Linked DNA regions of Mus musculus: regions 1 and 3 are each linked to region 2. Evidence: chromatin contacts called from public promoter capture Hi-C data. All regions are on one chromosome and are shown on one strand. The core of a region is the stretch at or near the end of the contact, and the rest is flanking DNA. Distances in the headings are between cores, read along the strand shown. Region 1 holds the start of Prph (peripherin). Region 2 holds the start of Lima1 (LIM domain and actin binding 1). Region 3 holds the start of C1ql4 (complement component 1, q subcomponent-like 4).

The links. Promoter capture Hi-C pulls out the DNA fragments that hold promoters and counts their contacts.
Region 1: a promoter capture Hi-C map of hippocampal neurons shows a contact between it and region 2, with 5 times the contacts expected there. The contact joins the promoter of Prph here to the promoter of Lima1 in region 2. A contact is called at or near these places in 1 of 39 promoter capture datasets (hippocampal neurons) and 1 of 115 datasets of contacts at active chromatin or transcription factors (extraembryonic endoderm stem cells).
Region 3: a promoter capture Hi-C map of pre-B cells shows a contact between it and region 2, with 3 times the contacts expected there. The contact joins the promoter of C1ql4 here to the promoter of Lima1 in region 2. A contact is called at or near these places in 3 of 39 promoter capture datasets (the C10 cell line, cranial neural crest and pre-B cells).

Annotation. Positions count from the first base shown.
Region 1 is chr15:99,053,530-99,056,439 of GRCm38.p6, reverse strand. Prph (peripherin) reads right to left here and starts at 1,266. Exons shown (of 8, transcript NM_013639.2): 1 at 677-1,266; 2 at 276-336; 3 at 4-99. The coding sequence starts at 1,233.
Region 2 is chr15:99,874,137-99,876,857 of GRCm38.p6, reverse strand. It overlaps Lima1 (LIM domain and actin binding 1), which reads left to right and starts at 1,402. Exons shown (of 11, transcript NM_001113545.1): 1 at 1,402-1,525.
Region 3 is chr15:99,086,293-99,089,060 of GRCm38.p6, reverse strand. It overlaps C1ql4 (complement component 1, q subcomponent-like 4), which reads left to right and starts at 1,333. Exons shown (of 2, transcript NM_001024702.1): 1 at 1,333-1,869. The coding sequence starts at 1,333.

The DNA of each region.
Region 1 (2,910 bases), core at 17-2,516, 820 kb after region 2:
CACCTCTTCGTGTAGCTTCTTGAGGAACTCAATTTCATCCATCAGAGACTCAATCTTGCGCTCCAGTTCTAGGCGGGACAGAGTGGCGTCGTCCACGTCCTTCGCGAACGGGAATAGGGGATCAATAGGAGGGCTCCTCAGGCCAGGGAAGGGCCAGGTCTTCCCTGTCTGTCTCGGAAGCACGGAGTGGCCTCCCTTAACCCACCGATGCCACCCTGGAGACGCAGCTGGGGGTGCAGCTGGGGTGTTGGGACTCGACGTGACCCCTCACTCACCTTACGGAAGAGCACCAGGTTGTGCTCCGCATCCTCCCGCTTGCGGGTTTCTTCTTCTAACCTGACAGGCAGAGTGGGAAGATGCTGAACTGCGGGGTGACCTCCCAGACCTCGTGCCACATCCAGCACCCCGCCCCCATCTGCTTATGCAGCTGTCCTGGATCTAAAAGGAGGGATTCAGTCTGCCCGTCTAACGGACTAGGAACAGAGAAGGGAGTCCCCTTAATGTCTGGTCACTTCCGCTAGGCTCTCGGAGCAAAGTGCAGGGAGGGGGCTGGCTTGGATGCTGCAGGCTCGCCCTGGGGTTGGCCAGCCCGGCCACGCCCTAGGGCTGTTGGATCTGGAGGGGAAGGCAGGGGGAGCGAAGGGAGCGTCTGGCAGGCCCGGTCCTGCCCTCTGACCTCTGCTTGAGCGCCGCTAGGTCCTCCGCCAGCCCGTCCCGCTCCACCTGCACCCGGTCGCGCTCCCGGCCCAGCAGCTCCAGTTCGCGCCGCAGCTCGCGCAGCTCCTGCTGGCAAAGCTGGTCGGCGCGCGCCGGCTCCTGGCCCCGCGCCTGGCTCAGCTCCCCGCGCAGGGCTGCGTTCTGCTGCTCCAAGAAGCGCACCTTCTCGATGAAGTTGGCGAAGCGGTCGTTGAGCTCCTGTAACTCTTGCTTCTCGTTGCTCCGAGTGGCCAGGAACTCTTGGTTGAGGGCCTCGGCCATGGAGAAATCGAGGCGCTCCGAGGGCAAGCGCAGTGCCCCCGCTCGAGGGGCACGGAAGCTGCCCAGCCGCGCCGAGGAGCTCGGGGACCCCGAGCCCAGCAGGCGGCTGCTGGAGAAGCGAGAGCTGGACGAGTAGGAGAAAGCCCCGGGGGACAGTGAGGGCGGCGGCCCAAAGGTCCGGCGGTACGAGGTGGAGCTGATGCTGGACCGCAGGCCCGACGAGTGATGATGGCTCATGCTGGCGGAAGATGGCATTCAGCGCTTGGCAGAACTAGGCCGGGTGGCAAGGAGCTGCAGACCGATGCGGGGCGGCTTTATAGCCCTGCGGTCTCCGGGGAGGGGGGGTGGGGGGCCACGACAGCTCCTCCCACTGGCCTGACTTCAGCCTTGGGCTGTGTGGGGAGGGGGATGCCCCACCCTGCAGAGAGAGGACACCACCCCTTCCCTCTCCTGGTTGCTGGCACCCTGCCTGCTTGATTCCCCCTTGTTGCTGGCTGAGATCCGGGATGTGATGGAGGTGGGCTAAGGTCTACCTTAGAGCATGCATCCAACGCTGGAGCCTAGAATGGGAGGACATGGCTTGACCTGGGGTGCCCTCTCAGAAGAGGGGGTAAAAATTAGGGAATATGAGGACCTGAGGAAAAGGGCAAGTTTTGAGCAATGAGAAGTGGGGTAGGTGGAGGGAGAGCTAACCTGGCCTAAGCCAGGGAATTCGTGCCTCCTCCTGTCTCCTGAAACTGGGGTTCTCCTTTCACCTGTTGTCAACTGCCCCCCATCATTGGCCACAACCGAGGGCTGAGGCAGAGGGAGCTGGGGAAGAGCTTATCTCTGCCTACTCCCCAGGGCACGGTAAAGGGCTGGTGATTGGCGCCAGCTCTGCAGCTAATGGACTGACCAGCTCTCCCACCCCCACCCCCGCCCTTGGACCAGCAGAAGTTGCATGGTGATGTTTCCATCTTAAAGACACAGCCCCCAAACTCGGACGTAACACCCACCCCAACAAGAGTGGGCACCTCACAGGGTGCTGAGGATGTCGGGGTTCCAAGGGTCTGTGCCATGAAAGGGCCTGTGAGGTGCCCACTCTTGTTGGGGCTGAGTGGGCCTGTGGTACACTTTCAGCCTTTACTGGATTGGTGCCCCCTCCACACCATCTGCTGGGCAGTCACGGGCCTTACGGGAACCAGAGGAATTCCTGAAGTAGGAAGGGGAGGGGGGTGGGGGATAGCAGCTGCCAGGGCTGAAAGACATATAGACTAGTAGGCACCAGTCTCCAGTGCAGAGGAGATGCAGGTACCCAGACATGGTGCAGATAAAGGGAGATGAGATGGGAGAGATACCCAGCCACTACAGCCTGTTAGAGAGAGAAGTCCTCCGACAGGTCCACAGATAACTTGCCCAATACTCACTGAGCCAGCTTTGTAGAGGCTACAAATATGCATGTGTGCACAGACATGACAGGAATACACAGCTACACCCCTTAACAGCGCCCCCACACCCCAGTTAGCAGAAAGGCTGGTGTCTGACCTTTGTGTGACACACTACTTCCAGAATGCAGCACAGGCAGTCCCAGGAGTGGACAGAGGCCGTCTGGATTCTCTGCAGGAGAAAGGATGCTGAAGCCCTTTGGGTTTGCTGAGAGCCATGTGTCTGCTACCACTGGGGACCCTGGGACTCTCAAACAGGATGAGTCTACCTCAGTTGGGTCCTGAGAAAGAGACGGGTGTAAGAGAAGAAGGCTTGGGGTTCTAGGCTGGATGCCTGACTGGGATAAGGAGGATGGCTCCCTGCAGACTGCAGAGCAGAGAACTCCCCCACCTTCCGTGTGTCCTCCGAGATGGGTCAGAGCCAACGCCCAGTGCTGGCTTGCATCCCTAGGCTTCCGTTCCTCTCCAGGCCCCGCCTTCCTTCCAGGCTATTAGTCTCTCCCAGCTC
Region 2 (2,721 bases), core at 153-2,652:
ATGAAGCTCCTTTCCCAAGCTGTTAGAGAAGTTTGCTGATTTCCCGTTTAAAAAAACAAAAACAAAAACAAAACCCTTTTAATCTTCGAATAAAGTTAATTTGCTTCTTTAGTACATTTATCCAGAAATCAGTCTAGGTTAGATTTTTGAATGATATTCTATCCTTGGTGAATGGCTCAATTCCTTAAAACTTGTTCATCAACAGCTTTTTGTAGGTTTCTTGTTTTGTTCCTTTTGGGTTATTCTCACTCTGTAACACTGGACATCCAGGGACTCAAGGCAACCATCCTACCTCAGTTGCCAGGATAAAGGCCACATGTCCTGTGCCCTTTGCCAGTGACTGCTTTAGGAGTTGAACAAATCTTTCTACCACTGGCCCTTATGATACTAATCAACACTCACATGAAAAGCCTCAGAATTCCTTTCGTTTGGTATGTCACTAGACCTCAGGAAAGGATACTATCAAAAGGCTTCGTGCAGAGAGGAATGGTGGTGGAGCCAAGAATCTGAGGGCTGGATGGCCACATGCTATGTCTCCTCATGATCTATTCAGACCCTCACATTCCTAGTGCAGAAACAGAAACAGGTCTTGCAGACACTGTTGAGAAGTGCAAGCCCACTCTAGGGTGTGTGCTACTACCCTTCTCTTAGAGCCTCTTTTAAAAAAGACTTTTATTTAATCTTATTAGTATGTATATGTGTGTGAGTGTGTGATGTGTGTGCAGTTCCTCACGGACGCCAGAAAATGGTATCAGGTTCCCCAGGTGCTGGAGTTACGGGCAGTTTTGTGAGCCAACAGCTCAAAGATCACTTCAGCTACACTGTGAGTTCCAGGCTAATCTCAGCTACATGTGATGACCCTCCTCTGTCTCAAAAGAAAATGAAGGAAAACCACCCGTTGTTGAAAAAAACAAAAAACCAAAAACCAAACAAACAAAACCCATAGCTCTTGGAGAACTTGGACACCACCTACTCTTATCTAATCCTATCCTTTCCTGAGGAAACTCAGGTCCACTGAGGTGAAGTGATCCAATGTAGTCTGAGCCAGGCCTCTTTGGCAGCTCTTTGCAGCACAGGGCATGGCCTCTCTTAAAATACCTTTCCACAGAACTTACCCCGACAGCACCAGGAACTTCCCTGAAGTTGCACTTAGACCAGATTTCTGGGTGAGTCTCAGATCAAACTGCTGCAATCTCTAGTCAGAGAGAGATAGGGTGAGCCAGAAAGGGGACACGACCAAGTTGGAGGCTGACACAGGAGCCACGCCTCCTGCAACACCACCGCTACTAGGGCGACGCTCCGGTCACGAGTTGAACACGCCGCCGGGAGCGAGCACGTTCGCTCCAAGGCCGCGCGGGAGGCGGGAGACGGGCGCGCCTCCGCGGCAGGGGGCGGGGCTCTGAGCGGGGCCGGGGCGGGGCCGCGGAGCTGAAGGTGCTGCAGCCCAGTTGCGACAGGTGCGCTGGGCAGACAGAGCGCAGGACCGTGGCCGTGCAGCGCCGAGCCCCGACGGCTTTCTAGTCAGGTAAGCGCTTCCTCTCGCCTCGCCCTCCGCAGCCTGCATGCGCGCGGAGACCCTGCTGAGCCCCGCACTCTCCCCGCGTATTTTGAGGCGGTGGGTAGCAGGAGCAGGAGGCTCACCCCTTGGGGTCCACGTTGGAGGAGCCTCCCATGCTCCGCCCTCCCTTCTGGGAAGTCCAAGGGACTGAGACTTCGCTGCCTGGGCCCCTGGTCTCGCACGGGATGGAGGGAAAGTGGCATTTCATCAAAAGTTAAAACACCCTCTTAGGGAGGTAATCCTGCCACTCTTTCCTTCTTCCACGCGGCCGTTCCTTTTCCAATTTTTCTCCCGTCCATTCCTCCAGATGAACTCTGGTTAAGACTTAACATCCTTCCGAACAGTTCCTACTTGCTGTGTCCTTCCCAAATCGCTATGGTGTACTTGAGCTGGGATCCACTGCTCACTCGCATCCGTAGGTGTTAATATTAGGTAACTGTACACCCCTGGCCACACACACTGGAGCTCGAAGTCGTGGGTGCTAGGAGCGAACCATCTGGCACCCGTCCTAGCCTTCTTATTGGTGCTCACAACAATGAGTTTAGCTGATCCTGGTGAGAGATACTGATCTGCTATTGTCTTGCAACTAATTCCAGCTCTCAAAAATCTGCCTAATCCAAATGGTTCTGTTGACTTTGCAAGTTAGCCGAAGACTGTGAGGTTATGTTTTTAAGACGTTGACCTTTGGAGGGCAGATCATCCTTGGCACGGAAGTGGGTGAGTGGGCTACTTTGTATCTACATAGTTACTGGTACAAATACCTAGTCCAGTTAGTCTATGGACGACCAAGTGTGATCATGTTTAGACAGCCTTCAAAAAGCTATAGAGTTAGCAGGAAAGAACAACTCCTCCTCAGTCGTTGTCTTCTCCTCCTCCTCTCCCTCCTTTTTCTTCTTCTCTTCCTCTTTCTGCTTCTTCAGAGAATCCCTGACTAGCCTTGAGCTGGCTATCTAGCTTTGGCTGCCTGAAATATGGCTGCCTCTGCATCTTGAATGTTAGGATTAAAGGTGTGCTCCACTGTCCCTGACCTTCAATATATATATATATATATATATATATATATATATATATATATATATATATATATATATATATATATATATATATATATATATATATATATATTTTAAAAATTACCATTTGTGTGATGTGTGTGCATGAAT
Region 3 (2,768 bases), core at 84-2,583, 790 kb after region 2:
TGTTTCTGTCTCTGATTTCTCGGCTGTCCGTTTCCTGCTCATTCCCTAGTTTCTCTCTCTCTCTCTCTCTCTCTCTCTCCTTTCATTTCTCTCTGCTGCTTCTGCTGCTATGTGCTATGAGACACCCCCCCCCCCAAATTCATAGAGGCCAGGGTGGGAATGACAGATTTGCCTTTTCCCAGACTGGTCAACAAGTACCGATTGAGCCCTTTGCCATGTTCTGTATTTGGTTGGGGGCACCGAGGGACGTGTGATGGCGAATTGCTATTTATTTCTGTTTTCTGTTTGTTATATATGAGTCCCCCTTGCCCCTTGTTTAGCTCTGCATTCCCCCTCTGAGGTTTTATACGTATATTGTAGCCTGACCCCTGTTTACCCCATCACTGTGTTTATCTTCCTTTAAGCGCTGAGAATACCAAACTCCAGCTACAGGGTGAAAGTGAGGATACATACGGTGAGGGCTGAGAATCGCTGCAGAGCCCTGGGAGCAGGCAGGGAACCTGGAGGCCCGGGGCTCGGCGGAGAGGTGGGGGGAGATGGCGCGGCCTGCCCCGCCCCCGTGCTTCCCGCTCTGGGCGCCAGGGGTCGCTCCGCCTGCGGCCGCTTATAGTGGCTCCTGCCGCGCAGCGACTCACACCACCCGCACTGCTGCCAGGGAGGAAGGTTAGGGACGCAGAGAGGGAGAGCGCTTGCTGGAGAGGGACGCCTGGCTAGGGCTCTGATGAGGGCTGCGGCCACCGCGGCCGTAGGAGGCAGGTAGTGCTTTCCACGAGCTAGAGTGCAAAATCTCTGACGAGGTCGCGTCCAGAGAGAGCCCCCCACCTCACCTCCCGCGCCAGCTCAGAGCCTGGGACGTCGGGAGAGCGGGGAGAGGTCCCCGGTCTAGCCGGGAGAAATCAGCGAGGGGAGCCCGGGACCAGGCACAGCTGTCCGCAAGAAAGCAACTGTCTGGAGAGGTGGCATCTTAGACCTGTGAGAAACCAGCCGTCCAAGAAGCTGCAGGTTTCAGGCGCCCTGAATCATTAGAACTGCACCCGAGGGTAATATCAGACTGTAGGTTCTGAACCCTCAAGGGCTGTCCTTGGCCCAGCTCACGGGGAGATCGCCACCCTGACAGGCGGTTTGGGGAACAGCACTGCTGTCACAGAAGGAATTCGCCGCGGCAAGGTGGTCCGGCACAGCCGTCGGGAGATCCAGACCGGGGCCCGAGCCCGCGGAGAGCCCCGGGCCCCCGCCACCATTGCGCCCAAAAGTGAGGAGGATTTGCTGGCCCTGGCCGCGTCACGGCTGAGCCGCCGCAAGCGGGTGGCGGGCGCAGCCGTCGGGGTGGCCATGGTGCTGCTGCTGCTGGTAGCCATCCCGCTACTGGTGCACAGCTCTCGCGGACCAACACACTATGAGATGCTAGGTCGCTGTCGCATGGTGTGTGACCCCCACGCATCCCGAGGCCAAGGCCCCGACGGCGCGCCCGCCTCGGTGCCTTCCTTACCTCCAGGTGCCAAGGGAGAGGTGGGGCGGCGAGGGAAGGCAGGCCTGCGGGGGCCACCAGGACCCCCAGGTCCCAGAGGGCCCCCTGGAGAGCCAGGCAGGCCAGGACCCCCAGGTCCTCCTGGCCCAGGCCCTGGAGGGGCAGCGCCCCCTGCCGGCTATGTACCCCGAATTGCCTTCTACGCGGGTCTAAGGCGGCCTCACGAGGGTTATGAAGTGTTGCGCTTTGACGACGTGGTGACCAACGTGGGCAACGCTTACGAGGCAGCCAGCGGCAAGTTCACCTGCCCCATGCCAGGAGTCTATTTCTTCGCTTACCATGTGCTCATGCGAGGCGGTGACGGTACCAGCATGTGGGCCGATCTGATGAAGAACGGACAGGTGAGGTTGCCCCTCTACTTAGCCCCAGATCCTGCTAATGACTTCCTAAAACTCCCCGCGCTCAGCTCACAATCCAGCTTCTCCCCTGAAACACTATCAGGGTATCCAAGACTGGCAAGGTTACCAAACTTCTAATGTCACTCAATTTAGTCAAAGAGGAGGAATTGGGGGGGGGGGCGTCTGGAAAAGAAAATCACCTGACAGGACAGTAGGCTGAGGTCAGAGCTAGAACTCAGGACTCAAAGGCCCCAACCTCCACGCTCCAACCTCCGACTGTAGCCTGCCAAATCAAATGTCCGTGGCACCTTCCCCAGCCCATAGCTTCTTCTTTCTTTCTTCCTTGAGCTGCCCTCTCTATTGGGGTGGTCTTCCCAGTCAGTGGGTTTCCTGGCCCTGGCATGGAACAAGCTATTAGAGAACCTGGTTTCAGGGAATGGAATGGGATCTCTTGTTTTGGGTAGTGGCAGTCTCCCCCCAGGGGAAGTCATTCAGCTTGAATTTTCAAAGAGAAGTGAAAGGGGGTGGAGGGGAGAAAACACTAACTGGCCTCTCTACTAGATCTTATTTGTTTATCCCCAGGACCTGGAGCCAAACCTAGACCAAGCTTTCCTCCCAGTTAATACTGATTGTGTAGGCAGATGTGGACAAGGGTCTCTGGCTCCAGGGGCTATATAAGTGGTGGGGTAAACCAGATTGGATTTGGAAAAGCTAGGAGACAATGGACAGGAAGAAGGGAGGCCTGGTCTTTGGGGCCTAAGCCCACCCTGGGAACCTCTCAGATTCCTCTAGGTGTTGCCCCAGTGGGGAGTCAAAAAGCATTGCCACCTAAGATTTGAGGGGATAGCACCCCCAAAGACCCACATATTTGAACAAGCAAGATGCCATAGGGCTGAGTGGAG